7 separate regions of the Mus musculus genome follow, and all the other regions are linked to region 7. Evidence: chromatin contacts called from public HiChIP or PLAC-seq and promoter capture Hi-C data. All regions are on one chromosome and are shown on one strand. Each heading gives the region's core, a stretch centred on a gene start, on an enhancer-like site or on the middle of the called end of the contact. The rest is flanking DNA. Distances are from core to core; before and after follow the strand shown.

Region 1 (3,881 bases), core at 1,326-3,825, 570 kb after region 7:
GAGTAGGTATGGCTTTGTTGAAGGAAGTGTGTCACTGCGAGTGTGGGCTCTGAGAGCTTCCTTCTAGCTGCCTGAGGATGTCAGTCTTCTCCTAGTGGCCTTCAGATAAACATGTAGAACTCTCAGCACCTCCAGCTCCGTGCCTGCCTGGACATTTCCATGTTTCCACCTTGATGATAATGGATTGAACCTCTGAACCTGTAAGCCAGTCCCAATTAAATATCCTAATAAGAGTTGCCTTGGTCATGACGTCTGATCACAGCAGTAAAAATCTAACTAAGACAATCATCATCATCACGGAAAAACTTTCAGGGTCTAAAATGTCTGTGTGGGGCTGGAGAGATGGCTTGGAGGTTAAGAGCTAACTCTTCCAGAGGACCTGGGTTCAATTCCCAGACCAATATGGCAGCTCACAACTGTCTGTAACTCCAGATCTGCATTGTCTTCTGGCTTTGAGACTACCAATCATATATGCATGTGGTACACAGACACACATGCAGGCAAAACAACTATACACATAAATTAATAATTTTTAGAAATTACCATGGCCAGGAGTGCCCAACAAGAAAAACAGAGTCCCTAGTTTCTCTCTTCTCCCCTTAAGCAAATATTGGGGTGTCAGCCAGATAATTTGGTTTGAACTACATCCTGGCCATATGACTTGAAATGGTGTCCTTTCCACTCTGAGCTCTGCTAAACCCAGCTGCCTCACAGATCACTAGGAGTGATCTAGTCACTCCTAGGAGCAGGCAACAAGCTGGGCAGTTTAAAAAGTGACCTTGCCAGCTGCACAGTGGTGGCCCTTGCCTTTAATCTCAGCACTGGGGAGGCAGAATTAGATAGATCTCTGAGTTTGAGGCCAGCCTGATCTATATACCAAGTTCCAGGATAACCAGGATTCTACAGAGAAGAAACCCTGTCTCAGAGCGACAAGAAGCAGAAGAGGAAGAAAAGGAAGAAGAAAGTGACCTTGTCTCAACTGGTTCTAACTGATGCTGCACTTAGAAGGTTTGCCTGGGATGGTTCTAGAAACATGAAGACTTCTGCCTTGGTCCGCCCGCAGACACTGAGGCTGGGTAGTGACTTGGCAGAACTCTGAGACGGAGTCTGCTATGTAGAAGCCCCTTGTGCTTCAGCAGCAATCACAGAGGCAGTGCAGGTAGCTGACCTTCATCCATACTCTAACTGGTCTAGAAAGATGCATAGGAAGTCTGTTCTCCGACCTTGCACGTGTGGATCCTGGAGTCCAGGGGTCTGGTATTTCCAGGATGGCATGAAAGCCCAAGTCAACAACCTCTGTGGTCTTTACCGGTGTTTACACAAGAGAACTGGGAATCTCGTAGAAGGGCTCTCAGACTGTTCTGGAACATGCTGCCCCAGGCCAGACTTTCCTATTCCTTTCCTCAGTCCCTGGAGGGACCCAGATGTCTCTCCTTTGCATATACTCTCTGTACTGGATCCCAGAACCAAATCTGTGACTCGGATGGATTGAGACTCCAGGAGGGAAGCTTTGATGTTGGCAGTTCAAGGCCACTTTCCTGGCATAGCTCCACCTGACAACACTGTGAAGCTGGGTTGGGAAGCTGGGAGCACAGGGCAGAAAGGTTGCTCTCATCTGGAGTGAGTTGGTGTGACTGGGAGAGCTGGGGTGGATTTGTGATATTTGATACACAAAACCCAGACTTCAGTGACCCCTACTTCAAGAAAATGAACAGTGATGGATTTAGCTTGTATGTTTCTGTTTGTTTCCCCACGCAAACAGGTAAACTAGGAGCTGTTGGGCTGGGTTGTGGATGGACCTTTGCCTAGGATATAGGAGACATGGGCTTTCCTTCAGGGCTACATAACTACTAGCATAGAATATAATTAACTTGGGCAGTGGTTGTACTATTGAAGGATGAACATACCTCAAACCTTTACACACAAATGTCACAGAAGTCTCCTGGCAGGCACTCTTATGTCCAGAAGAGACAGAGTCGGCCATGATGAAGGACTTTGGGGCTAGGAGTTTGGCCTAGTCAGGAGCAGAAGGAGGATTTCCAGCCGCCCCCCCCCCCGCCCCGCCCCGCAGCGTCTCATATAGCCCAGGCTGGTCTAGAACTTGGTATGTAGCCTAACTTCTCATCCTCTTGCCTCCACCGTACTTGGCATTTCAACTCTCGATCCTGGTTAGTCCACCCAACTGGACGCTACCTGGGGGAGACCCAAGTTGCCATGGTCTAGGTTCAAGACGGCAAAGCTTGTCATTGTCTTGATGAAAGCGCCTCAGGTCCGTCGGTCAGCTAAACGCAAAGGACGCAGGGGACTAAGGCGACGTGTCTGCAGCTGACATTCTAACGGAAGCGGGGAGTCTTGCAGCCGTGAGCCCCCGCGGCCCGATGGGTCTCCCCGGTACCTGATGCTTTGAGGATATATGGAGGCTCCCAGAAAGCGCGGGCTCAGCACTGGGGCCGCCTGAGCTCTGGAACAGGCCCAAGGGTGTCGAGCAGGCTCCTGCCCTGGCGTGGACCCGCCTTCTCCCGGGTGAGACCCAATGGGGCGGCAGGTTCTGCAGCTCCGCCCCGGTTGGGTCCCAGCCACCAGGGCCAGCCTAGAGTCCCCACCGCACAGCCCGGTGCAGCGGCGTGCTCGGACCTCGCGTGCTCGGGATGGCCGGCTACCTGCGGGCTGTGAGCTCGCTCTGCAGAGCCTCGGGCTCAGCGCGGACCTGGGCACCGGCAGCACTGACTGTCCCCAGCTGGCCGGAGCAGCCGCGGCGCCACTGTGAGTGTCGCACCGGGGGGCGGGCTCGCGTGCAGCGCTGCGACGTGGCGACGTCCCGGGAGGGGGACCCTGGAGTGCCACTCGCGACACGCCGGCGGTCGGGGAACAGCGGCGTGCGGGTTACAAAGGGCCGGGAGGTGGCCTTACACCGAGCTCCCGCGCCCCGCGCGCCTGGGCCGCTGCAGGCGCAGGGGTGGGGACCCAGGGGATAGTGGCAGCTGGTGGCCTGGGGCGGGATTGCTGGGTCCTATCAGGGCTGGGGTTCTCCAGGTATTCCGGGGGAGCATTTCCAGAGGTACCTGGACCCAGGGTGGGGTATCATGACTGCCTTGGGCCTTTGGAGGGGACAAGCGACCAAGAGGGGCTGGAGCGGCCTGCTGCAGCCCTAGGCAGAGGAGGGTCACCTCGCGCTCCCGGCTCAGACAAAGGCGAGGAGGAGAGGCCTCCACTTCCCCTTCTCTCCAATCCCTGCGTACTCTGGTCCCTCCTCTCCAACAGGCCCACGTCAGCTATTTTTGGAACCTTTACTCGACAGCTGGAGGAATGTCCTTCCATTTTTCCCGCTTTTGTTTCTCTGCCACTCCCCCACCCTTCGCTGCGCAGGACGCTCAGTCTGGGCCCTCTCCTGGCCCCTTGCTGGGCCAACCACGAGCTGCTGCATGTGAGTGGGTCCTGCCTGGCATACAAGCTGTGGAGACCTGGCACTGCACGCATATTGTCATTTTTCTGCAGTCAGTCGTTCCCATGAGATCTCTGCGTTGCCTTCAGCTTACTTCTTAGACGTGAAGGCGCAACTCCGGACAAAATAATCAGGGTTTTAGAGTCTCCATTACTAACAGATTGCCCAACCTGGCATGTGGGCATCTTTCATACCCTTGCTACTCAGCGCCTTGCTACAAAAGGCACGGAACAATGTAGAGCACTTGGTGGCCTCTTTTGATGCCTGTTGCCACGGAAATTCTATCCTGACCTGGCTCAAAACCCCTTGGGGTTAGCCAGAGGAATGAGGAAGAGGGGGTGGGTTTGGCTATGGGGTTTGTTCTGGCTAGAGTGGTAATCGTTAACTCACCGTGGGAGCAGCTGACCGAAGCTGGGGGCCAGGAGGAGGGAGAGGGCGG
Region 2 (3,729 bases), core at 240-2,739, 880 kb after region 7:
AGTGCTTGGTAAAACCCAGTCATCACTATAATCTTTTATGGGCCACAAGTCATTTATGGATGAACGCATCTCAAAGAAAACACTCAGGTCACCACTTCCAGAAGGATCTATTTAGGAGGTGCTGCCAATACCCCTGGGCCTCACTCATGTACTGAACTTAGAATTTCCAGCTAGTGAAGGCCCTCGCCTTCCACCCTGGCCTCTGTGTAAATCCGAGGGCCATCCTCTCTTCACCAAGCTGTGGTGACTGTTGCACAGCAAAGGTGGCAATTATGGCAGTGGCTATAACTTCCCGGGGCCTCATCTCTTCTCCTACAGGTGTAAATAAGGCTATTTCCATCTATCCCTTCATTGGATAACCTGGGACCTGATGAGTAGGAGACCCTGTACAAACGAGAGACCGTCCACTTTAGTTCCAAATGAAGCCATGAAAATGGCAGGGGTCCTAGGACCTACCTGATACACTTTAGTCAGCTCTGCAGGTTCAGTGGATTGTGTCCAGTGTCCAGTCTTGTTCCTAGGCTCTGGGGACATCTGCATGCCAGGACATGCTTGAGGTGGTGCCCAGGGAGAGGAGTCAGCGGCTCTTTCTAGGGACTGGTGTAAGGGTGACTGTATTTGGGGACAATAAGGAGGTGTCACCCAGGGATCCACGTTGGAGATCCTGTTCCCAAGGTTTTCAGGTGAGATCAGAGGTCCAGGACAAGCAGGCGGGCACCCCCAGGACACCCCACTACTCATGGCTGATCCCAGGCTAGGACCAAGCATCTGAGCCTGTGAGGGGCTGCCACCGTCGGGGCATTGAGGGCATCGGTGAGAGAACGCCGCGTCCGCACTCCGTCGGCGCCTGCGCCGCAGACTGTCCTCGCTGAGGCCCAGCAGGGCTGACAGGTGGCCGATGTAGCGGATGGCCAGGCGCAGCGTCTCGATCTTGGTCAGGCTCTGGCCTGCAGGTGCCACCGACGGCGGCAGGAAGCGGCGCAGTTCTTGCAGCGCGCGGGCGAGTGTGCGCATGCGCAGCTTCTCGCGCTCGCTGGCGCTCTGCCGCTGTCCGCCTGCGGGCGCTGGGCGCGTTCGTCGGGGCGCCGTCGCCTGGGTAGTGCGCGTGCTACGGGCCGGGCCGGCGGGCTGCGAGGGCCGACGGGTGGCGTAGCAAGGGCAGGAACCGGACGAATCTGAGGACGAGGCCGGAGACGTGGAGTCCGATTGCTGAGCCCAGCCCCAGCCCTGGGAGAAGACCCAGTGGTCGAGACCCTGGAGGCTCTGAGGAGGAGGCGACTGGGCCATGGCTGGTGTGACTCTGGGAAGCTGGACCGGTCACCTCCAGGTCCTAGCTTTTATCTGGACTAAAGGTGTGAGGTGGTCCCCTGCCAGGTTGCAGAGAGGTGTCAAAACCCACAGAGCCCAGGGAAGGTCTGGGCAGGGGGGCCCTGGGAAAGCGGGCCCATTTGCAGAGGTGTGGATTCTGACCCCTCGAAGGCTCTAATGGAGGCCCCTGCTGCCGGGAAGTGTGGGAGAGACAATTCGCATCTGGATGGAGTTGCTAAGCTTCTCACCGAGCCCCCACCTTCACTCCGCCCTGCTACTGCAGGGTGAATACACCCGAACCCACCACCACGGTAGATGGCTGCTGGGTACCTGGATGTCTATCCCGTGCCTCTGGTTCACTTACAGAGTGGCCACCCTTCATCATTAGCCTTTAATGGGCTATGCCTGTGCTGGTTCCGACCAGCACAGTGGGGCTTCCTCAGGTTCCCCCATTAGCCAATTTGCTGTATACACTTAGAAACTCTCACTGACCACAGTATCTGTACCCACTAAAAATGGAACCCAGCAGCCTGGAGGGTTCCAGGCTGGGAAGTGGAAATGGAAGGAGGTGGATGCCAAAGCCAACTTGAAGCTTTGTGTCACCTTGAAGCCACCTAATTTCTTTGAGCTCATCTCAGTAGGAATTGCTGCACAGAATGACTTCCAGCCCTCCCTGGATTAATCCTGAAATTGCTTGCTATGGGCTTTCATTGTGCCTACACTTTATAAAGAAGGGACTGATACAGGTGTGGTCCATATACCCGTAATTTAGCACTTGGGAGACTGAGGCAGGAGAATTGGAGGGAGGTGAGGTCAACCTGTACCCATCAAGAACTTGTTCCAGAAAAGAAAATCAATCAAACAAATAAACCCAGTACTGCCACCGGTGACCACTCATGGCTATAGTCCAAGCCCTTGGGAGGTAGAGGCCAGAGGATGAGGAGTTCAAGTCCATAGAAAGTTTGAGGCCAGCCTGGGCTACATGAAACCCTGTCTCAAAAAACTAAAACAAATCAAACCCAGGCACTAACATTTCAAAGTGTTTATGGGCACACATTTGCTTATTATATGCAGGGCCCTTAACCTGCCTGAGCTTGTCCTGATTAGCAAAACAGCTAAGTATGGCATCTGCTCCCAGAACTTCTGTGAGAAACAGCTGAGGTAATAAAAGCCAAGGACAGGCTCTCCTGAGCATCAACTGCAACTGAAACAAGGCACCCATACCCTGCATCATCTCCAGGACAGAAAGCTAAGGGTTAAATGAGCTTTTGGCGCAGTCAGGCCTTAGCCACCGAGGCTGAGCAGGTCCAGCTGGGTCTTGAACCAAGAGCATTGTTTCATTAGGGAGAGGGGACACAGAGAACATTTCCAGAAGGGAAAGGCCTGGAGGTGGGAGGGCCAGGCACGTCTGGAACCAGGCTGAGTTGGTTTTACTCTCAAGGCCACGGGGAGCCTCTTTGACTTTTGAGCAGAAGGGTAAAGTAATCTAAAATATCAGTCAAGGTGAGTGTGACAAGAATACTTTAGAGGACTGGAGAGATGGCTCAGTGGTTAAGAGCACTTGTTGCTCTTGCAAAGGACCTGGGTTCAAGTCCCAGCATCCACATGTTGGCTCACAACCATCAGTAACCTCAATTCTAGTGGATCCAACAGGCACATGTGGTGTACGTACATGCATGAGAGCATTTATTATTTATAAATAAATAAATAAATAAATAAAATTTTAAAAAGTTTTCAAGAAACCTCCCAGCACTAGGAAGTCAGAGGTAGGCAAATCTGTGAGCTCGAAGCCAGCCTGGTCTACAGAGCAAGTTTCAGGACAGCTTGGGCTACACAGAGAAACACTGTTTTCTAAAACAAACAAACAAACAAACAAACAAAAAAGTAGTTTTCAAGAATGGACTTCACTGGCACAGCCTGGAGTAAACAGTGCTTTGTAAATGTTATCACTTAAAAAATTAACTTAATTACATAACCAAATAAACATTTCACTGTGAGAGATGGAAACCTGACAGGTCTGTGACTAAAGGCCCTGTGACTCTTCAGAGTGACCGCCCTGGGTGGTTGCCCTTGGTCCAGCTCAGCCGCTGTAGCCATGTGAACTCATGAACTCAGGTCTCTTTGGGAAGTGCACCGTACTTACTAGGCTTTGGGTCAATCCCCGGGAACTCCTATGCCCCAGCTCAGCAGTGCCAAGGGCAGGAGAGCCCTTGGGCAGTGACGGGCCATGAGGGCTCTACTCTCAAAGAGGCAAGCTGTCACATGTGCTCACTCGGCCTTGGCATGTGCTGGCTTCTGCCATGGGTGAGTCTGGATGTCGGCATTGTGCTTTGGAGTGTCCCAGCCCCCAGAGCTGCAAGACATTAATTTCTTCTCTTTTTTGAGGCAAGGTCTCTCTGTTATGTTCTGGAATGTTCCAGG
Region 3 (4,012 bases), core at 912-3,411, 660 kb before region 7:
ACAGGAGCCCTTTCTCTTAGAGGGGCAAATACCCTTCCTTACAACTTTTATTTGACGAATGTATGAATCAACAGTTACAGTTGACAAAGACGCTACTGGAATTGAAAACTTGACTTTTCTTTTTAATTTAACGATTACTTGCCTCTCTTAGGGAAGCTGTGTGCCAAAGAGCCAGTGTCATAACCCCTCCCTCCTGCTGAGCTGATGTTGCATTGTTGCATATCCCAGCTACTCTGTGGGTTTTGTGAAGCTGTGTGTGAAGTCTCTACCTCATTGTTGTATATGCAGGCAAGACTGCACTCTCCTACAGATGTGTGGAGTAAGCTGTGGTGTAATTTTTTTGGCACATAATAAACACGTTGCAGCAGAGTTGTAGTTTTGTCTCTGTATCTGGGTGTGTGTGTGGTGGGGTGTGGTAGCAAGCAGGGAAGATTCCAGAGACCAGTCCTCTTTTCATGGATTTTCACTAATGGGATACCAGCCCAGAGGGATGGGAGGTACATGCGGAGACCTGCTCCTATATGGGACTTGTTACATCCTGGTCAGCCACTCTGGAGTGTCTAGTACCTGGGTGATTACAATCAGAATAGGAGGCCTGCCTGTACATTTTACTTCTTGGCCCCTCAAGGCCTCCTCCACATGGAGCCCTAGGAATGCTAGAGGCACAACTCCCAAGATGTCAGGAGCCATTTGCTGGCTGCTTTCCTGTGAGCCCTGACGTGTTCCTCCTTCCTCTTGGACACACTTGTGCTGATGTAATTCCTTTCTGAGTGGTTACTATTTTGCTTTTTTGATTCAGGGTCTTTCTTTGTGGCCTTGTCCTGGAACTCCTTATGTAAGCCAGCCTGGCCTCAAGCTCAGGAATTCTGCCTACCATTCATCCCACGTGCTGGGATTAAGGTATGCACCAGGACACGCTGCAGTGCTTTGTTTCTTCACAGCCCTTACACTAGCTTTTCTAACAGGCTCCATGGCTTCATGACAGGTCTGATGATTTTTCAAGTGGAGACGGCAGCATGCTGAACTGGTCCTTTGGGAAACTCTAGTCTGAGGGAGAGGGACTCCTAGGTACTTAAATCCTTGTAAGGTGCAAAAACTCACTACTCCTCAGAATCCAAGAGTTCTCTTCCTGCAAGACTGTAAGGTCTAGTCTTGCATCTGGAGCCTGGCCTCCACTTCATTGGGAATTCACTGGTAATGTACGATGCAACCCCCAGGGATTACAGACCCTTTGGTCTCTTCAGTATTCTTCCGGGTCCATGGTCAAGGACATCTTTTTTCCTCCCGCCATGAGCTACTTTTAGAGTAAGGACTTTCAGCTCTTCACCTAACCAGAGTGACGTAGATGAGTTGAAGGATGAAGCACAGCCTTGGCCCCTTGATACATGCCCTGTGGCCAGCACGGTCTCCTTAGGTTTGAGCGCAGGACCCTGTCCCAGGAAAGAGCTGGAGGAAAGGCCCTCTCTGGACAGATGAAGCCACTGGGTCGTAGCGTAAGAGCCTGCTTTGGGCTTGGTTATGGCAGAACAACCGGAAGAAGCTGAAGGTTGGAGATAGTGTCCCTACTAATCGGGAACAGTCTAGTTAACTGAGATCCTAATTTGTTGGTAAAAGTGTTTGAGACCTCTCTGTGAGCCAGCCACTGATTTAAGCACTCGAGGTTAGCCCTTCCTGTTTAGCTCAAACCTAGCTGAGAAAAGTAATTGTGCTCAGACATTTAAGAGCAGCTCGAATGGAATACTGTGCTGGGATGAGAAGAAAAGCCACTCTAGGTGATGTTTGCTGTGACACCAGGAAATGAGAGGAACCTCACCAATTAGGCTAGACCCTACTAATCTCTGACTAGAGGCGCGGGTAGGGTGGAAATCGGGGATGACCCTGTTTACTACTATGCCTTTCATAGCTCGGGCCTCCTTTAGGCTCCATCTCAGGACCTCAAAGTAACTCCTAGATTAAAACACACCGGACGCCCAAGAGAAGCACGGAACTATTTGGAGTGGAAACCAAGACGGCCGAGCTGCCGGCGTGCGCACGCGCAGACTTTCGCCCCGCCCACAGCCAGGCAGCCTCACTCCACTCCGCTAGGGGCCGCTGTGGGACTCTCGCGAGCCAGGCGGAAGCGGCTTTCTGGCCGCGCTTTATAGGCCTCTCTTGTGTTTCCTGTTTCCTCTTTTACCGAGACCCGCCAACATGGTAGGTGTTTGGCTCCCAGGGCTCTGTCCTTTTCAATCCTCGCCCATCCTCCGCTCGTCGCGGCCTCAAGTCCGCAGCGAGGGGCCGGCGCCGTCACCGGCGGCCTGGCGCGCTTCCGCATGAAGTCGTGCGCGCCGCGGCCCCTCCGCGGGAGGCGCGGGCTCCCCGGTGACTTTGCCCTCTCCACCCTCAGGGCCGCGTTCGCACCAAGACCGTGAAGAAGGCTGCCCGGGTCATCATCGAGAAGTACTACACGCGTCTGGGTAATGACTTCCACACCAACAAGCGCGTGTGCGAGGAGATCGCCATTATCCCCAGCAAGAAGCTTCGGAACAAGATAGCCGGGTGAGTGGGGGCCGCGGCCGCCGGAGAGCCTGCCCGGGCCGGTGCCTCCGCTCCCCCCAGACGGCCCGCCGAAGGGCTGGAGGTGTGCCTTGGCCACAGTGGGGTTTTGCCGACGTGGTCTTAGTTCGGGCTCCTTACGGTAGCTGAAGGCAGAGCTCCGGCCTCAAAACCTTACTGCTGTGGTCTCTGCTTCCCGCATTTTACCACTATGGCCGTGTTGTGCAAAAAAATAGCAGTGTTGTGTCCGTACGACGGATAAGACCAGTCGGGGTACATGACATTCGGAGGAGGGCTGGTGACGGCGAGTGAGGATGTAAGGAGTGGACATCTGAACAGTGCTGTGTGTGTGTCTGTGTGTCTTTCCGATGGTGAGACCGACCTTGATGTAGAGACAAAGTCGGTTCTGGTGGGAGGTGGTCACTGTTTCGCATTGCTTGTAGCTATGTCACGCATCTGATGAAGCGGATTCAGAGAGGGCCTGTGAGAGGCATCTCTATCAAGTTGCAGGAAGAAGAGAGAGAGAGGAGAGATAACTACGTTCCTGAGGTAAGATTTGTGGGTCTTCCTCTGCACCTCTTCCTGGGGGCTCACCTGAGGTGGGAACGCAGCTGGATGTCAGTGAAGTCTTAATCTATTTCCTCAAAATGATGAGAGATCCACCCACCTCGGCCTTCTGAGTGCTGGGATTAAAGGCGTGGGCCAACACACCCAGCCGAGGGTGCCTGTAATCAGCCGACCTTGAGCTTCTCTGCGAGGTCTAAATTCATTTTCACATGGGAGCCCAGTGAGAGTGCCTCCCGACGTGGTTAGCTTGACATCCAAGTGTGAACCCTGCTTTCTGAATGCACACTAGATGGTTCTGACACAAGAATAAAGTGGGCTGTGGTGGTGCACAGCTTTAGTTTCAGCATTTGGGAGGCAGATGTCTGAGCTCGAAGCCAGCCTGGTCCACATGGTGCTTTCCAGGACAGCTAAGGTTATGTGTTGCGTTGGGAGCAGAGGAGGTGAAAGATAACCCACGCATTCATAATTTGAACTTGATTCTTTCCCTCTCAGGTCTCAGCCCTAGATCAGGAGATCATTGAGGTGGATCCCGACACCAAGGAGATGCTGAAGCTCCTGGTGAGTGTTGCCTGAATCCTTGAATACATCTGGTTTCTAAATGGCTGGAGCTGCTTGTTCTGTGATGATTCGGGGGTGTGTTTTCCTTGTTTGGGGCTGGCTCCTAAATTGTGGCCTGCCCCGCCCCCTTCAGCTCTGGCTGTTACCTGCTTTCCTCCCTGGTTATTTCTACAGTAGTCGGGCTAGTCACAGTTGAGCCATCTTACGGGTGGCTTATCTCAGCGGACTGAGACTTGGCTCTTTTGCATAAGTATGAGAAGGTGGGATAGGCGCCTGAGACCAGCATGCTGTTAGTGATTGTGAGCAGATACTCTCCCCATGTGCCCGCATGGCTCAGTGAAACAGCAGCTGA
Region 4 (3,721 bases), core at 393-2,892, 660 kb after region 7:
GCAGGTCAAGTGTCCCCTCACTGGCAGACTGGCCGCTAAGACCGTGAAGGAACTCTGCAGTGTCCGGGTGAAAACACACCCAGACTACTGCTCGGCCTGGTCGGAACCATCACGCAGGGCGTAGAGATACATTAATGACCGTTTTGGATTAGTTAAAGCCCACACAAGCACCTCCCTGGCCTCTTAAATCTTCCCAAACTACAGTTTAGACTGGAGGGAAGCAGTTGCAGGGACCATAAAAGTCATCTTAAAAGGCAAGTTGAAAAAAAAAAAAAAAAAAGAAAGAAAACCAACAACCCGCTACGCACGAGTTAGCAAGTCCGCAGCTGGGGCGGAGGGGTGGGGGGTAGCACCGAGGCCGGCTCGGTGGGGTCTGAGAGTCGTGGAGGGAAGACCACCCGATTCGGGGGGCTCCTCCGTCTGACGCCGACGATCACGCCCCACAGCTCCGTCCAATTAGGAAAATGACCGCGAGGAGAGGGAGAGGGGGCGGCGAGGAAGGGAGGCCGAGCCACGGGAGGCTCGAGATCTGCCGTGGGGATCTGCCCACCGGTTCCCGGCCCGGGGGGTGCGCCTTCAACAGGTCGGAGACGGGGCCACCGAGGTGGGCCGGGGTCCCGCGCTGGTGACGCCCGCTGCCCTCGAGGGGCGCCCGGCACGCCAGCTGCGCGCTGAGCCCTAGCCACCCTGCCGGCCGGGCCGCGCGGCCACCCCACCCGCTCCCGGAGTAAAAAGTTTGTGGGCAGCCGCAGGGGCGGGGCGGCGAAGGGTGAAACTTTGAGTCCCGGGCCGGGTGCGGGGGGAGCATCCCCGAGCGCCGCGACACCCACGTGCGGGCCGGAGACCGCCGCCGCCGCCTCCCCGGCCTCCCACGCTACCGCCGCGCTTTCCTTTCATTTTGCTGCTTCTCTGCCTGTGCCTCTCTCTCTCTCTCTCTCTCTCTCTCTCTCTCTCTCTCTCTCTCTCTCTCTCTCTCTCTCTCTCTCTCTCTCTCTCTCTCTCTCTCTCTCTCTCTCTCTCTCTCTCTCTCTCTCTCTCTCTCTCTCTCTCTCTCTCTCTCTCTCTCTCTCTCTCTCTCTCTCTCTCCTCTCTCTCTCTCTCTGTCTCTCTCTCTCCTCTCTCCTTCCCTTCCCCCTCTCCTCCCTCCTCCTCCCCCCCTCCAGACGCCATCTCTCTCTCTTTCCCCTTCTCTCGCTCCAGCTCTCCGGCATGAGGGAATGTGGAAGTGAAAGGAAAAGACGACATGTTTGCCTGCGCGCCGCCGTCCCCGGGGAGAGGCGGGGGGCGGGTCGACCGCGGCCGCAGCGACCCACCCCCGCGCCCCCCAGCCACCCCGCCGCGGGCCGCCCGGGGGCTGGCGGGGCCGCGGGCTCGCGGGACACTCACCCTGGGTCCGGGCGCGGCTCCTCGCGCTGGGGGCCCTCGGCTGGCCGGGCCGGGCGGGCCGGGGGCTCCTGCTGCCCACCGCCCGGGTTGCAGCTGCGCGCCGCCTCCACGCGCGCCCGCCCTGCTCTGCCACCCTCCCTCCGGCTCCTCTCTTTCTCCCCCCCTCTCTCTCTCCCTCCTGCTCTCTCTCGCGCTCGCTCGCTCTCTCGCTCGCGCTCTCTCCCTCCCTGGAAGAAGGGAATGAGGCAGGGCTGACGTGAAGGGATGCTAAACAGCTCCTCCTAAGCCTGCTCGCAGAGGAAGAGAGACAGAAAAGCAGCCCTTTTATCTCTCTTTTGTTTTCTCACTTCCTTCCACCCCCCCAGCACCCCCCTCTCCTCGGCCCAAGTTTTCTTTTTCTCTTTCTACCGCAGAGAGGATTTTTCTTCTTTTCTTTCTTTCTCTCGCTGCAACTCTCCTACTCGAATTGCAAGCCTGGAGGCTTCTCTTTTTTTTCTTCCCCTTCCCTCTTTTCTTCCTCCTTCCTCCTTTATTTCTCTAAAAGGGTTTTGTTTGCTGTGGGAGTTTCGTTTGAAAATCGAGTCACGCCTTTTTCCTTCTTTTCTTTCGCCCTCTCCCTCTTTTTTTTCCCCTCCTCTCAGCAGAAAAGGGGAACAAAGATTAACAAGCGGGGGAGAAGGGAGCGTCAGAACCTCGCATGGAAATGGGGGGGCTGTCCCTGCCAGGCACAAAGGGGGCTCCAGAGAGCAGCCCCCAGGAAGTCTGGGGTGCCCTATCCCAAATAAGAGCTAATGGGGGTTGGGGTCGGGGGAGCCCGAGTGGCCAGTCCTTCCGAATACGGGTTAGGGCTCAACCTGCCCCCTCCCCAGTCAGGGGTGGAAGCTGGGGGTGCTCTTCACTTAATATATTTTTTAAGTGGGCAGATGGGACTTAGAGCAAACGTCGCCGCAGAGCCCTCAACAGTAAAGAGCCTTTAAACAGCTGTTCGCAGAGCCCTGGACGGTCAGACTCGAGGGAACGGCCCCGGCTGCTATCACCGGGACCCGGGTGCGAATGGGGTTCAGAGGAGTTCGGGGTCCCTCGCATCCTCCCCAAGCCCAGGGCCTAGGCTCGACCCCGGGGTGCACTGCTGGAGGGCGCCGAGGCGTGGTCGTTCGCTGAGGTCTGGGCCCTTGTGGCTCCCCGCGGGGCCCGGGGTTCGGCATAGCCTGGCCTCCTCCCAGCTCTGGGACAGGCCGGACACCCCGCCTCCAACCTCCCGGACACCCGCCACTCAAGAGCTGCGCCGCTCGACTCCGACGCATGGGCGGGTACGGAGCCCGCGGACAGAGCGGGGCAGTGTCGCCACCAAGGGTCAATTATTCATGGGGCGCCTGGGCGTGCTCCCAAGACCAGCTCTGTCTTCGGCTTCTCCAGAGGAGTGGAGACAACACGGGGGAAAAGTTCCCAGAGCAAAGTTGGCCACATTTCTTATTTTCCCAAGTAAGTATTGAGCACCTGCTGGATGCCTGGCCCTTGGACTGGGGCTGCAGCTGGGCGAGAAACGTGAGGTCTCGGCGGGCCCAGACAAAGCGAGGGAAGCTGTGGCTCCGGACCAGGTCACCGAGCTGAAGGGAAGCCTGGATCCTCTCCCCTCCCTGCGCTCTTCCTTCCCCTTCCCTCCTTCCTCCGGGCTGCATCTCCTTGGCTCCACCCCTTCTCATCAATTCCTCCCACACTTCCCTGCTCTCCCTGGCTTTTCACTGGAGGGTCCCTTCTCCCAGCGAGGAGCAGATGCAGAGCCCCATTGTCTCTCCCCCAATGACTGCAGCCTCCCAGGGATAGGACCAGCCACTCCTTCCCCTCCCCCCAGCCCAAAGGCCTGGGTCTTTAATGACAGGAGCCCCAAGGCCACTGCCCCTCGCCCCACCCTACACCAGCTCACGGAGCTGTGAGCAATGACTCCAGTCACTCAGAACATGATTTATTTCTGGCAAGGAGTGAGAAAACAGAAGCCAGAGAGTTTGGTTCAGCAAGAAGGACCCCGTGATTTCAGGCTCAGCACACTGGGTCTCTAGTGACCTCAGCACCTTCACCAGCCAACAGGGAATGCTGGAAGCCACAGTTCTGTCATCACCTGCCCTCTCCAGAACACCCAAGTCATATTTTCTCAAAAAAAGACAAAGTCCTCTCTGACAGTCAAATAGTCATTCAACAACCATTCGCTTCTGTGCCTGCTTCCTGCCAGCTCCCCAGCCTGCAACTAAGGACTTAACCACCAGAGACACCATCTCCTTGTTCTGGCTTTGCAAACTGGTAGGAGCCCGAGAGAGCTGGGCCTCAGTCAGGCATCATT
Region 5 (3,839 bases), core at 1,330-3,829, 900 kb after region 7:
GAGGAGGTCACAGGCAGTAGAGAACAAAGAACAAAGGCATGGTAGTGGGCAGAGATGCCCAGAGAATCAGGTACCAATCCATTGAGTCTCCACCACCAGAAACCATCACCCATCTGGAAGACATTGGGGTGCAAACATTCAGGGCACTGGGAGATCTGAGTGCCCTCCTCCAGAGGAAGAAAGAGGTTCAGATGTAATACCAGACACCAGGAACCTGGTGGCCTAGCTGGAGAAGAGACAGCAGGTGTGATGTCCGCACTAGGTCAAGGGTATGAAGCAATGCCCAAGGAGTTCTCCCATCCTTCGTCTGCTGTACGCCAAGCGAGTGCTCCATCAGCCCTATTATTATTTTGAGACGGGGAGTCACTAAGTTATCCATGCTGGCCTTGAACTTACTCGGTAGCCCAGGACGTTGTGGCTCTCCTGCCTCAGCTCCTCAAACAGCTGATCCCAGATCTGTTCTGTCAGGCTCAAGGGTTTGTTTTTGAGATGTGCCTGAAACTCACTCTGCAGTTGAGAATATTTTTTCAATTTTCTGTGTGTACTAGGGCTTTGCCTCCATATATGTTTGTGCTCTGTATGCTTGTGTAGTACATAGAGGCCAGAAGAGTACAATCCCTAGAAATGTCGTTATAGACAGCTATGAGCCACCGTGTGGATGCTGGGAATCAGTCAAACCTGGGTCTCGAGGAAGAGCGGCCAGTACTTCCTTCGTTTGTTTGTTTGTTTTGTTATTGTTGTTTGTTTGTTTGTTTTCAAGACAGGGTTTCTCTGTATAGCCCTGGTTGTCCTGAAACTCACCTCTAGACTAGGCTGGCCTCAAACTCATAGATCTGCCTGCCTCTGCCTCCCCAGTGCTGGGATCAAAGGTGTGCTCCAACATACCTAGCTGAGTAGCCAGTGTTCTTAACTACTGAGCCATAACTCTAGGCCAGAGGTGATCTTGAACTTGAACTTCTGGTCCTCCTATCTTCATCTCTCCAGTGCTGGGGTTACAAGCCAGTGCTACACGTGGTTATGCAGTGTTGGAATAAGACCTAGGGCTTCCGGCAGGCTAGGCAAGCACTCTACCGACTGAACCACACCACCAGCCCTCTAATAGGTGAGACAGTCCAGTAGCATAGGATGGCTTCAAATTCACTTTGCAGCCAAGACTGGCCCAAACTCCTCTTGCCTTCATTTTCCAAATGTTGGAATTACAGGCATGTGCGTGTATGCCCAACTTCTGGAGACTTTATTAATAAGCATGTCACATATAAGTGGGGACAGGTTTGCTTTAATCTCTCAATTTGTATTTATTTCTCTTTATTTTTCCAACCTAGTCCCTTCATTCAGTACAACACTGAACAGGTATGGTAAGAGCAGGCATCCTCAACAGCCAGGCTCACAACTGCAGTAAGCTGAGGCAGCAGGATCAGGAGCTAAAGGCCAGCTGGGTTAGAGTAAGTTTGAGGCTAGCCTGGGCTACATGAGACCATGTTTCAAGATGTGGGAGGAAGAACACTGGAGAGACGGCTCAGCAGTTAAGAAGAGCACATGTTGCTCTTGAAGAACCCAAGGTTCTGTTCCCAGAAGCCACCTCAGGCAGCTTACAATTGCCTGCAAGGCCCGATCCTAAGGAACGTGACACCTCTGGCCTGTGTGGGGGCACCAGCACACACACACACACACACACACACACACACACACACACACACACATCTTTAAAAAATAAAAGGCAGCCTATGAACCTAACAGGTAGCATCCTATGAAATAGATTATAAAACTGCCATTGGGACAGATGAAGGTTTCTGCTTTTCAGGGTTTTTGGGTTTTGTTTTGTTTTGTTTTGTTTTTTCCAACACAGGATCTTATGTAGCCCATGTTAACCTGGGCCATATACAGCTAGGCCTGGCCTTGAACTCCTGACCCTCCTGCCTTCACCTCCCAAGTGTGCCACCAGCTCAAGGAGTTGAGTTTTGTCAAAGGACTTTTTACTCACTGTAGCTGACCAAAGCAGCAGAGCTCCAGTCATGGGAGGGCTGGGAAGGGGACCAAGCTCCCCATCTTGCCAAGACTAGAAGTGACTTGTAGTGTGGGGAGGCAGGCTCACCTCTCCCCCTGCCCGGACACCCCAGCAACCTCACAGGTCGGTCGGGATGGTTTCTTCAATGTGCCTCCCATAGCCTGGACATCAGGGAGGACTACAGGCCACATCCAAGCCTCTGGGAAGGACTGAACTAGAGTTCTCTCCGTGTCTAGAGGTCCCTAGTCCACAGTTGGCCAATGCAATCCCGAAGTCTCTTGTTATACAATTTGTAAATTAAAGTGATGGAAAAAAATGGCGTAGGGTCCCTAATAAATGAAGGTGTACCCTAAGCCTAGGAGCTAGACTTCAGTTCTCTGAGCATGGTTCTTTCAACTGGCAGTCCTGGCCATAGGTGCCTGACTTACTGAGGCCCCAAATATGGTCCAGGTGGAGCAGACTGGACTAAGGGGTCCTGCACCTCAGAGCCCCTGCTATGGTTCAAAGGGTTCAGGCCCTGCCCCCCTCCTGGCTCGAGCCGGCTTTGATATGCTGATGAATTCTGGAAGGGGCCCGCTTCACACCTAGGGCTCAGGATAAAGCTACAGCGGACCCAATGGTCAGGCCTCCGCTGCCATGGCCCAGCCCCTGTGCGAGCCGCGCTCCGAGTCCTGGATCCTGAGTCCCGCTGGTCGGCAGCCACCGATGCCTTCCGATGGGAACAGCGTCTGCTCCCCAGCCTGGTCCTCGGACCCGTGGGACGGTGCCCAGGCCAGCAGCCCTGCACCACCCTGCGCCCGCCCGGCCCGGCGTGCTGGGACCCCGGGTAGGCGCGGGACGCACGGTAGCCGCCTGGGTAGCGGACAGCGGCAGAGCGCCAGCGAGCGGGAGAAGCTACGTATGCGCACACTCGCCCGCGCGCTGCACGAGCTGCGCCGCTTCTTGCCGCCATCCGTGGCACCAACCGGCCAGAACCTGACCAAGATCGAGACGCTGCGCCTGGCCATCCGCTACATTGGCCACCTGTCGGCTGTGCTGGGACTCAGCGAGGACAACCTCCGGCGACAGCGGCACGCGGTGTCACCTCGAGGCTGCCCGCTGTGCCCCGACAGCGACCTGGCGCAGTCGCAGTCGCTCGGTCCCCGTTTAAGCCCGGCCGTCTGCAGCGGGGTGTCGTGGGGATCCCCGCCTGCCTACCCTAGACCCCGAGTCGCCGCAGAATCGTGGGACCCATCGTTCCTGTACGCAGAAACAGCATCCCAGGAAAGGCAGGAAATGGAGCCCAGTCCCTCATCTCCGGTTAGTAACCCCTTCCCCCACACTGTCGAGGTGGCGCCCCCTACTGTTGGTGCGCGACGCACAGCCCCACGTCGCGGACCAGCCTCTCTGCTGCACTCAGGATCTCCCTTGGGCGCATCCCCGTGTGCCCTGGGTGTCCGAACAGGGTGGGAGTTGGACAGGCAGGGATTAAGGACGCTTTGCTTGCTCGCTTAACCTTGAGCGTGGAGCGGATGAGCGCGGACCTGACCCTGGGGCAGGTGTTGATTGTGGCGCTGTTCACTCTTCCTGCAGCTCTTCAGCAGCGACATGCTGGCTCTTCTAGAAACCTGGACGCCGCCGCAGGAGTGGCCGCCTGCCTGAAGAGTGGAGGGGACAATGCAACGGATGATTGTCACCCTGTCTGAGCACAGACACTTTTCCTTTGGTCTTGGCACCTTCGGAGGGAGTAGATCCTGGAAGAGGCGGCAGTGATACCAACATGGGCATCCCGGGGTGGGAGCTGGCCCTCATCCAGACTGTACCATTCCAACCCTCCTTGGAAGGAGGCGCCCAA
Region 6 (3,990 bases), core at 710-3,209, 770 kb after region 7:
AATTAAATGTTTTTCATTTCCTGTATCTACTTCTTTAAACAAAAAAGGTTTGGTTTTTGTTTTTTTTTTTGTTTTTTTTTTTGTTTAGATTTATTAGTGTGTGTGTATGGAGGTCAGAGGACAATAAGTTTGCCCTCTGATCATGTGGGTTCTGGGAATCCAGATCAGGTCATCAGGATTGGCAGCAAGCATCTTCACCTGCTGAGACAGCTCACTGGCCCCTGCGTCTTTTTCTTTTGTTACTCCCATTGAAGGATGGCTTCTAGCTTTTGCCTTTCTCCTGCCTCTGTCTCCTGAGTATCGCAGGTATGTGCTGGCATACCAGCTATAGTGCTGGAGACAGAATCCAGGGTTTTGTGTAAGCGCTCTGCCACCTGTGCTACATCTCGAGCTGTATCATTATCATACACATTTATTGCTATTAATGTTGTGTGTGAACATGAGTGCACACGTGCCACAGCAATGAGAGACAAATTTTGGAAGCCAGCTCTCTCCTCTCTTGGGTTCTGGGCATTGAATTCAGTTTGCCAGGCTTAAAGGGCAAGTGAGTTTGCCTGTGGAGCCATCTCCCAGGTCCTTACTCTGTTTTTTCCTTACCTCTTTAATCCACTGTGGCCCTAACATATATGAAAGTATGAAAAAACTAAGCTGCTTTTTCTTCAAAGTGTTAATCAGTTATCTCAATAGCACTTGTGGAATTCCTTCCTACAGCCAAACTATGATAGCCCCTACATCATATATTAAAATTATTTCATGCCAAGGGCTTGGAAAGACTACATCTCTTCCAAACGACTGGAGTTGCTCCCAGCATTCACTTCAGCTGCTTATAAACTCCAGCTCTAAGGTGGCCTCTTCTAGTCTCTGAGGGCACCTGAAGCAACATTTGGACATATACACATACAACATAATTAAAATTAAATCTTTAAAATTGTTTACCACAGACTATTGTGTTATAGTTCAATAATACTTCACCTTTTAATTATGATTTGAGGCTTGTGAGGTAAAGGCACTGCCAAGTCTGATGGCTTACATTAGATCTTTTACACAGCAAGAGAGAACTGACTCCCCAAATTGTCCTCTGATTTCCACACATGCACCGTTGCAGGCGCGTGGGTCCTCTCCAAAAAAATCCATATAAATGTAACTTTAAAACATACTTCAAATTATCCTGCTTGGTTTGATTGGTGGGCAAAGCTGGTTCCTTCTTGCTACTCTGTTTTAGAATTGTCTTTGACATTTCCGTCCAACATTTGAATCATTTTGTCCCACTTCAATGCAATAGTCATTTGAATTTTTATTTACTAAAATCCCAGGGATGTATGTGGTGGTGCAGGCTTTTAATCCCAGCATTTAGGGTCACAGAGGCAGGCGAATCTCTGAGTTCAAAGCCAGGCAGGGCGACACAGTGAGACTCCGTTTCAAAGAAAGATAACATATAAACAAACAAACGAATAACTAAATGAATAAATAAATGAGAAAAGGTGTTACCAGTTTGAGACCAACCGTTCCGTTTATGTGGGATTGGATGAGAGATCCCGTATGATGTCAACTTTCACCATCTAAAGGAGAGAATGACCGTTTGACTGGCAGACTTTTGCCTAATTCACTGCAACATAAAAGCCTAGCTTTTGCTAGTCCAAGGTTAGAAGAAGAAACACAAACACCTACTGGTCCCTCAAACTGGCGCGGCTGCTGGCAGGAATTGCCAGTCTCGATGCTTGCTGCCGACACGGTTGGCTCCAGGATGGAACCAGAATGAGGGGCTCAGTCCCAGCCAGGCTTGGATTCGTTCCCAGGCTGGCCAAGGCGACCGTGCTCCTGGGCTTCTACAGCCGTGCTCCCCAGGAAAGCGCGCCGACCTCTCAGGGTGCCAGAGCGGCAGGACACTTTAGTGCTCGGTGCCCAGGGGTACCGAGACTAAGTTTCCGGGAGCAGCTTTCAGCGGGACACCAACAGGAAGTGTTCGTGTTGTGCCGGAAGAAGGTGCGTTCTTGGAGCAGGTGGTACCGAGAGAAGCGGGACCGGCAAAGATGATTCAGGCGATTCTGGTTTTCAACAACCATGGAAAACCGCGGCTGGTCCGCTTCTACCAGCGTTTTGTGAGTGCAGCCCCACCAACCATGCCCCTGCGGAGCACCAGAGCCATCCCTTCCCCACGGCCCGCAGCCGCGCTCAGCAGCATCTCCTGCTCTGGCACCGTGCATGACCCACCCCCCTGCTCCTCCCTCATCCTTCCTGGATCTTGGCTTTTCTGTGTTTTGTGACACTTTCCCTTGGGTCTTAGGGACAGACTCAGTACACAGTGTGCCGCATTGAGATATTGGGTGACAGCCTCTGTCTTTAGTTTTTTGTTTCTGTATTTGTTTTGTTTTTTAAATTGATGAGCGTAGTTTTGTGATGATCTGGTCGTTGGGTTCTTTTACGTTTATTTTTTCTCAAGGGCATGGAGAGAAGTTCTTTCGTGGAATCACTTGCTTCAGCATTGGCTGGCACTTATCAGGGTTGGGATACTTTTTATCCTGTAAGGTTGCAGAAAGTCTCTTTTAAAATTAGGGGGAAATGAGCTATTTTTACAAGATGCCAGTTGTAGTGGTGCACACCTCAAAGCTCAGAACTCGGGAGATGGAGGCGAGAGGATCAGGACTTCAAAGTTATCCTCAGATACACAGCTAGTTCTAAGCCAGCTTGAGCTACACCAGACCGCATCTTAAGAAATCATATAATTAAACAAATAAACAAATGCCATCATGGAATGCCTCAGCAATGTTCGTGCACATTTGAATTTTCTGGAAACATTTCCTTTGGGGAAACGCAGATGCCGTTCTTTGCCTTCTGTACCCCAATATTTTATTCGTGGTTAGGTTTCAAAATATCCTCCTGAGAGACTGGTTCTGTCTGAGAGGGAATAAAATCAGAAGACTTTCAGGCTTCAGCCCCACCTTTTGTACACGTTAAGAAATGTCTTGCCGGGCGGTTCTGGCACACACCTTTAATCCCAGCACTTGGGAGGCAGAGGCAGGTGGATTTCTGAGTTCGAGGCTAGCCTGGTCTACACAGTGAGTTCCAGGACAGCCAGGGCTTTAGAGAGAAACCTTGTTTTGAAAAACAAACAAACAAACAGAAATGTCTCTGGGTCTTTTATTCCTTTTTTCATCATAAATGAAAAGTATTTGCTTTTTAAAATAGGATTTTCCAACTACGTTTTTAAATAGAACACTGAATACAACTTCAATTTTTTGTTGTTTATGTTTTTCAAGACAGGGTTTACAACTTCAATTTGCACGTGCATTTGTTTCTCCTAGTTTCTAAGTTTTTCACTGAGCTAAAAATCACTATACAGCTACTTAATGTATGCAGTTTAGTGGCATCTGTCACAATTTGAGAACATTTTTATCTCTATTAAAGAAACTTACTGTTAATAATCAACTACCCTGTTCACAATCAACTGCCCTGTCCCTAAGCAAGCAAAACCAAAACCCAACCAACCAACCAACCAACCACCAAAAGAGATCCTACCACAGCCTTCCACATCCTAGAGTTATAGGCATGCACCACTGTGCTCTGCTGGTCATCTGTGTTTCCCAGTAATTGCTCTGAACATTCATGTGTTGAGTTTTAGTATGGACATTTCTTTTTATTTCTCCTGACTTCATATGTAGTAGAATCATTAGGCCACATAATAACTAAGTGGGGAACTGGAAAAGTGTTTTCCTAGTTGTATATTGTTATCAGCAATGTATCAGTATTGCAATTTCTTCATGTCTCCTTCTGAACTAGGAAGGGAATTGAGAGCACCCCTCCTTCTAGGCAGTCCTCCACCACTGAGCTGCATAATCCTAGCCATGTTGTCTTTATTGAAGGCATTTTAGTGGATGAAAATCGATCGCCTTTTGAAATGGTTTTGATGTCTAGTTTCTATAGTGACTAAGGATGCTGAACCTGTCTTGCGCTTATTGGCCATTTGTATATCTCCATCTGATATAGATCATA
Region 7 (4,083 bases), core at 765-3,264:
CATACTTGGGTGCAGGTGCCTGTGGAAGCAAAGTTATCATAGTCCCTGGAGAGAGAGTGACAGGTGGCTGTGAATGCCCAATTTGGGTGTTGGGTACCAACCTCAGGTTCTCTGAAAGAGTAACACATTTGCTTTTTTTTTTTTTTTTTTTTTTTGAGACAGAGTGGCCCAGAATGACCCTTAACTTGCAGTCTTCCTGCCTCCACCCTCCAGGTAGTGAGATCTCAGATGTATGACACCATGTCCAGCCTGGCTCATCTGTGTGAAAATGAACTCAGTATGGCATAAAAGCAGAAGGCAACACGTAAAGAAAAAGCATGGATGGACTGGAGGGATGGCTCAGTGGTTAGGAGTGCCTACTGCTCTTGCAAAGGGTCAAGGTTCAGTTCCCGGCACCCACATGGTACAGATGGTAGCTCACAAGCAACCGTCTGTAACTCCAGCTCCAGGGGACTAAGGCCACCTTCTGGCTACCAAGGATCCCTATACATAGATGCTGCACATAATTGCATGCAAGCATACACACATACATATAAAAATCAAGAAATATAAAATAAGAAAAAAAAGCATGGTGGGTAGGACAATACAACAGACACATAAGCCTAATTATAACAAAACAATCTAGGGACTAGTGAGCTCCCTAAGTCGGTAAATGTGCCTGCCACCAACCTGAGTTATTGGCGGATGTGAGTACACACACACACACACACACACACACACAAAATGAATAATGAATGAATGTAAAAAACCAACACATATAAAAACAGTTGCAGGAAATACAAAAGTTGCACATCATGTCTATAAATTCTTTTTGGTTTTGTTTTTGAGACAAGGTCATCATACAGTCTGGACTGGCTTTCTTCTCATTATGTAGCCAAGGAGGACCTTGAACTACTGATCCTGCTGCCTCTAACTCCTGACTGCTAGGATTACAGGCACTTGCCATAATGCCCAGCCTCATTTTTGTATAAATTTTAAACATAAAACTTCCTATCCCACATAGAGTAACTGGATTAATAAATCATACACAATAAAAGGAAGAACAGAATAATAAGTATATGTTAATTTTGAAAAAATGAACAGTAGTGTTAGACATCACTACCAACATAGTTACTTTTTATGGAGACAAAGAATGAGGTGGGGTTCTTTTTTTTTTTTTTTTAAATAAACTCCAAGCATATGAAGCAAAACGATTTTTAAAAAGTCTTATTGTGTATGTGTGTCTAGGTATGTGCTTGCTACAGCCTGAGTGTGGAGGCCAAAGGACAAGTCTCAGGAGTCAGTTATCTCCTTCCACATGAGTCATTTAGCTGGCCCCAAAATGCCTTTTAAATTTTATTTGCAGTGTTGGAATCAAACCCAAGGCCTAGGGCTTGTCACACAAGCGCTCTACAGCTGAACACCGTCCCCAGGCTCTGCAAAAATGTTTTGATGGTTTAATCATGAGGTGCGTGGGCGTTGTTGTTATTTTCCGTATTTCTCCTCATGTCGCTAATACGTCCTAATTCACAGAACACAGTCATGCTCAACACTCTCCAGGACATCTTGGTGTACAATTATGTTGGAAGCAGCTTCTGGGCTAAAAAGGGGGAAGCCTGACGAGGCCACTTGCTGTTTTACCAGCGAAGTTGAACGGATGGGAGAGATGGCTCAGTTAAGAGTACAAACAGCTCTTACAGAGGCAAAGACCCGTGTTTGGTTCCTAGATTAGTGTGATCTCCGTGGGTGCCTGCATGCACATATACATATGTACACATCCACACTGGGCAGTGGTACCCAGCGGCTCTCACACATTGGTGCAGCTTAACTTTACAGACGTGATATAGGTGTGAGAAGTCCCGAAGCAGGCTGGGGACCGTGGGCTCAGCCCTCGGTCGGCTCGCCGGAGGTCGAGCTCCCCGGCTGGGAGGCCGGGCTTCGGGGCCCGGAGGCCGGGCGGGCCGCGCCGAGGGCGGAGCCGCCGCGCGGGGGCGGACCTCGGCGCGCTCCCGGCCGCTCGCTGGCTCTGGGGCCGCGGCGGCTCCTCTGCCGGGTCGCGCCGGAGGACAGGTTTCGGGCGGCGGCTTGGGCGGCCTGCGGACAGACCGGGTGGGCCGAGCAGCGGAACCCCGCGCCTGCCGTGTGCCTAGCCCGCTAGCGCCGGGCGCGCGCCATGGCCGCCTCGCCCGGTTCGGGCAGCGCCAACCCGCGGAAGTTCAGTGAGAAGATCGCCCTGCACACGCAGCGGCAGGCCGAGGAGACGCGGGCCTTCGAGCAGCTCATGACCGACCTCACCCTGTCCCGGGTGAGCTCCGGGGCCGGCGCGAGCGGTGCGGGCGGGTCCGCGCGGCGGGGAAGAGGTCGCCGGGCCGAGGCGGCGGCGGCGGAGCCGGGCGGGGGCCGCGGGTGGGGAGTGGGGCCGGGGCGGCCGCGGCCTCGGCTCTGGCCGGCCTGGCGACACCGAATGCGGCTTGCTATCTCGGTGGACGGGCCTCGGTGCGTTGAGCTGGAAACGGCCGAGCCCGGGGAGGCGGGCAGCGGGGCCGGGCGGCCTAAGCGGGAGGATGACCCCGAGAGGAAATCGCACGCAGCTGCAGCTCAGAGGCCGGACCGAGGCACGCCTGGTTCGGGCGGTGCGGCTTCTCCGTGGACACCCACGGCCAGCGAGCCCTTGACTGTCGGCGTAGAAGGCCTCGGGGGCCGGAGGGTCGCACATCCTCCCCGAGGGGAAGACTTGGTGCACGCACAAGCGAATCGACGGCTGGCCCCTGAGTGGCAGGGGGCCTTGGTACCACGTTGAGATTCCGTGGCTTTCCCTCCTTCGCCTCTTGGAGGTGCTTTCCGTGGTCCGGTGCATTTGCTCAGCATCAGATATTTAGTGAGAACTGACAGGGTGCCTAGCGCAGATGGTGACTGCGGAGGGACCCAGAGGAATGAGTAAGAGCGAGTCGGAACAAACACCTGGGAGGCTAGACAACTGGAGCGGACGGCAGGGGATGGAGACGGCAGGAGTGTCTGTGTAGACTGCAGAGGGTCAACGTGAGTGGGCAGCCTTGAGGATTCTGAGTGCTGGCCTTGAAGGCACATTGTCAGATGGGGGAGGCTAGGAAGATGCTGGGGGTGGACAGCTGGAAGCAGACGTGTGAGCAGATTGCAAGCTGGTTGTTTCCCTGCTTCCCAAGGTGCAAGCGTATTCTATTTTGGCCACCATAGTGTTTGGGATTGAAAAACAAAAACAAGAAAACTAAAATCTGTTGCTAGGGTTTAAATTGGGAGTTTTTTCTTTTAACATAAATTTAACATAAACTAAACTAACATAAATGTATAGCATAAACTAAACGGACTTACTTTAAAATTAAGAGACTTGGAAACAATCTTGAGTGTTACTTCCCTCAAGTGGAGTGTGAACTCTTTCTTGCTATAATACACTTTACACGGCTCACTGTTACAGCCCCCTACACCGAGACCACTCATCAGTAAGGGCAAAGTGGACTGCTTTCTGAACTTCCATTCTCCATGCACTGAAGGAAGAAGAAGAAAAAAAGGAATATATGAGAGATAAGAGATAGATACAGGATACAGATAGATACAGCCTTCTGTATAGAAGGCTGAAAATTTCAAGGAAAAAAATGTCCTTATGCCCTGAGCAGTTATACTGCTTACAGGTTGGCATCTAAGGCCTTGACATTTTGTGACCTTGATTAGACTGAGCCTGACAAGCTTCGGATGTATTGAAGAGGTGTGGGTAAAAGCCATGGATTAGTGTAAGGCCTGTGTTGATGTTACAAGGCAGACTTTATGCACACATACATGTGCTCTATGTGTCTGTATAGCTAGAGTTGGTCCAGTCGCTCATGCGATTTTGAGGCCCCCTTTAAATCATCCTTTGTGCTGAGGTCATGAGTGATATACAGATTATTTTTAAATGTTTTTTTAAAGATTTATTTATTATTATATGTAAGTACACTGTGGCTGTCTTTAGAAGAGACATACCAGAAGAGGGTGTCAGATCTCTATCACAGATGGTTGTGAGCCATGTGGTTGCTGGGATTTGAACTCAGGACCTCTGGAAGAACAGTCAGTGCTCCTACCCTCTGAGCCATC

Evidence for each region. Promoter capture Hi-C pulls out the DNA fragments that hold promoters and counts their contacts. HiChIP or PLAC-seq counts read pairs in DNA pulled down with a chosen protein or histone mark. Capture Hi-C pulls out chosen DNA fragments and counts their contacts.
Region 1: a contact with region 7 is called in a promoter capture Hi-C map of neutrophils, with 7 times the contacts expected there. The contact joins the promoter of Idh2 here to the promoter of Crtc3 in region 7. A contact is called at or near these places in 7 of 39 promoter capture datasets (the C10 cell line, hematopoietic stem and progenitor cells, hippocampal neurons and 3 more), 3 of 115 datasets of contacts at active chromatin or transcription factors (acute myeloid leukemia, extraembryonic endoderm stem cells and large pre-B cells) and 2 of 9 other capture datasets (adipose tissue and liver).
Region 2: a promoter capture Hi-C map of adipose tissue shows a contact between it and region 7. The contact joins the promoter of Mesp2 here to the promoter of Crtc3 in region 7. A contact is called at or near these places in 3 of 39 promoter capture datasets (liver, neural stem cells and pre-B cells) and 2 of 9 other capture datasets (adipose tissue and embryonic stem cells).
Region 3: a contact with region 7 is called in a promoter capture Hi-C map of liver, with 2.6 times the contacts expected there. The contact joins the promoter of Rps17 here to the promoter of Crtc3 in region 7. A contact is called at or near these places in 6 of 39 promoter capture datasets (the C10 cell line, the SN4741 cell line, embryonic stem cells and 3 more), 2 of 115 datasets of contacts at active chromatin or transcription factors (extraembryonic endoderm stem cells and large pre-B cells) and 2 of 9 other capture datasets (adipose tissue and liver).
Region 4: a promoter capture Hi-C map of liver shows a contact between it and region 7, with 4 times the contacts expected there. The contact joins the promoter of Zfp710 here to the promoter of Crtc3 in region 7. A contact is called at or near these places in 2 of 39 promoter capture datasets (liver and neural stem cells), 1 of 484 Hi-C or Micro-C datasets (CD4 T cells), 2 of 115 datasets of contacts at active chromatin or transcription factors (large pre-B cells and pro-B cells) and 1 of 9 other capture datasets (liver).
Region 5: a contact with region 7 is called in a promoter capture Hi-C map of pre-B cells, with 6 times the contacts expected there. The contact joins the promoter of Mesp1 here to the promoter of Crtc3 in region 7. A contact is called at or near these places in 3 of 39 promoter capture datasets (liver and pre-B cells) and 1 of 9 other capture datasets (adipose tissue).
Region 6: a contact with region 7 is called in an H3K4me3 HiChIP or PLAC-seq map of bone marrow-derived macrophages, with 3 times the contacts expected there. The contact joins the promoter of 5430400D12Rik here to the promoter of Crtc3 in region 7. A contact is called at or near these places in 3 of 115 datasets of contacts at active chromatin or transcription factors (bone marrow-derived macrophages, large pre-B cells and pro-B cells) and 1 of 9 other capture datasets (adipose tissue).

Annotation. Positions count from the first base shown.
Region 1 is chr7:80,114,044-80,117,924 of GRCm38.p6, reverse strand. It overlaps Idh2 (isocitrate dehydrogenase 2 (NADP+), mitochondrial), which reads left to right and starts at 2,575. Exons shown (of 11, transcript NM_173011.2): 1 at 2,575-2,763. The coding sequence starts at 2,649.
Region 2 is chr7:79,808,487-79,812,215 of GRCm38.p6, reverse strand. It overlaps Mesp2 (mesoderm posterior 2), which reads right to left and starts at 1,489. Exons shown (of 2, transcript NM_008589.2): 1 at 457-1,489. The coding sequence starts at 1,287.
Region 3 is chr7:81,343,383-81,347,394 of GRCm38.p6, reverse strand. Rps17 (ribosomal protein S17) reads left to right here and starts at 2,161. Exons shown (of 5, transcript NM_009092.3): 1 at 2,161-2,193; 2 at 2,387-2,538; 3 at 2,979-3,084; 4 at 3,595-3,660. The coding sequence starts at 2,191. It overlaps Cpeb1 (cytoplasmic polyadenylation element binding protein 1), which reads left to right. Exons shown (of 12, transcript NM_007755.5): 12 at 1-369.
Region 4 is chr7:80,024,149-80,027,869 of GRCm38.p6, reverse strand. It overlaps Zfp710 (zinc finger protein 710), which reads right to left and starts at 1,642. Exons shown (of 5, transcript NM_175433.5): 1 at 1,387-1,642.
Region 5 is chr7:79,792,330-79,796,168 of GRCm38.p6, reverse strand. Mesp1 (mesoderm posterior 1) reads left to right here and starts at 2,579. Exons shown (of 2, transcript NM_008588.2): 1 at 2,579-3,304; 2 at 3,578-3,839. The coding sequence starts at 2,642. The coding sequence ends at 3,646.
Region 6 is chr7:79,918,618-79,922,607 of GRCm38.p6, reverse strand. It overlaps 5430400D12Rik (a long non-coding RNA gene), which reads right to left and starts at 1,959. Exons shown (of 2, transcript XR_003946805.1): 1 at 1,669-1,959; 2 at 1-1,559. Ap3s2 (adaptor-related protein complex 3, sigma 2 subunit) reads left to right here and starts at 1,968. Exons shown (of 6, transcript NM_009682.3): 1 at 1,968-2,099. The coding sequence starts at 2,031.
Region 7 is chr7:80,686,808-80,690,890 of GRCm38.p6, reverse strand. Crtc3 (CREB regulated transcription coactivator 3) reads left to right here and starts at 2,014. Exons shown (of 15, transcript NM_173863.2): 1 at 2,014-2,284. The coding sequence starts at 2,153.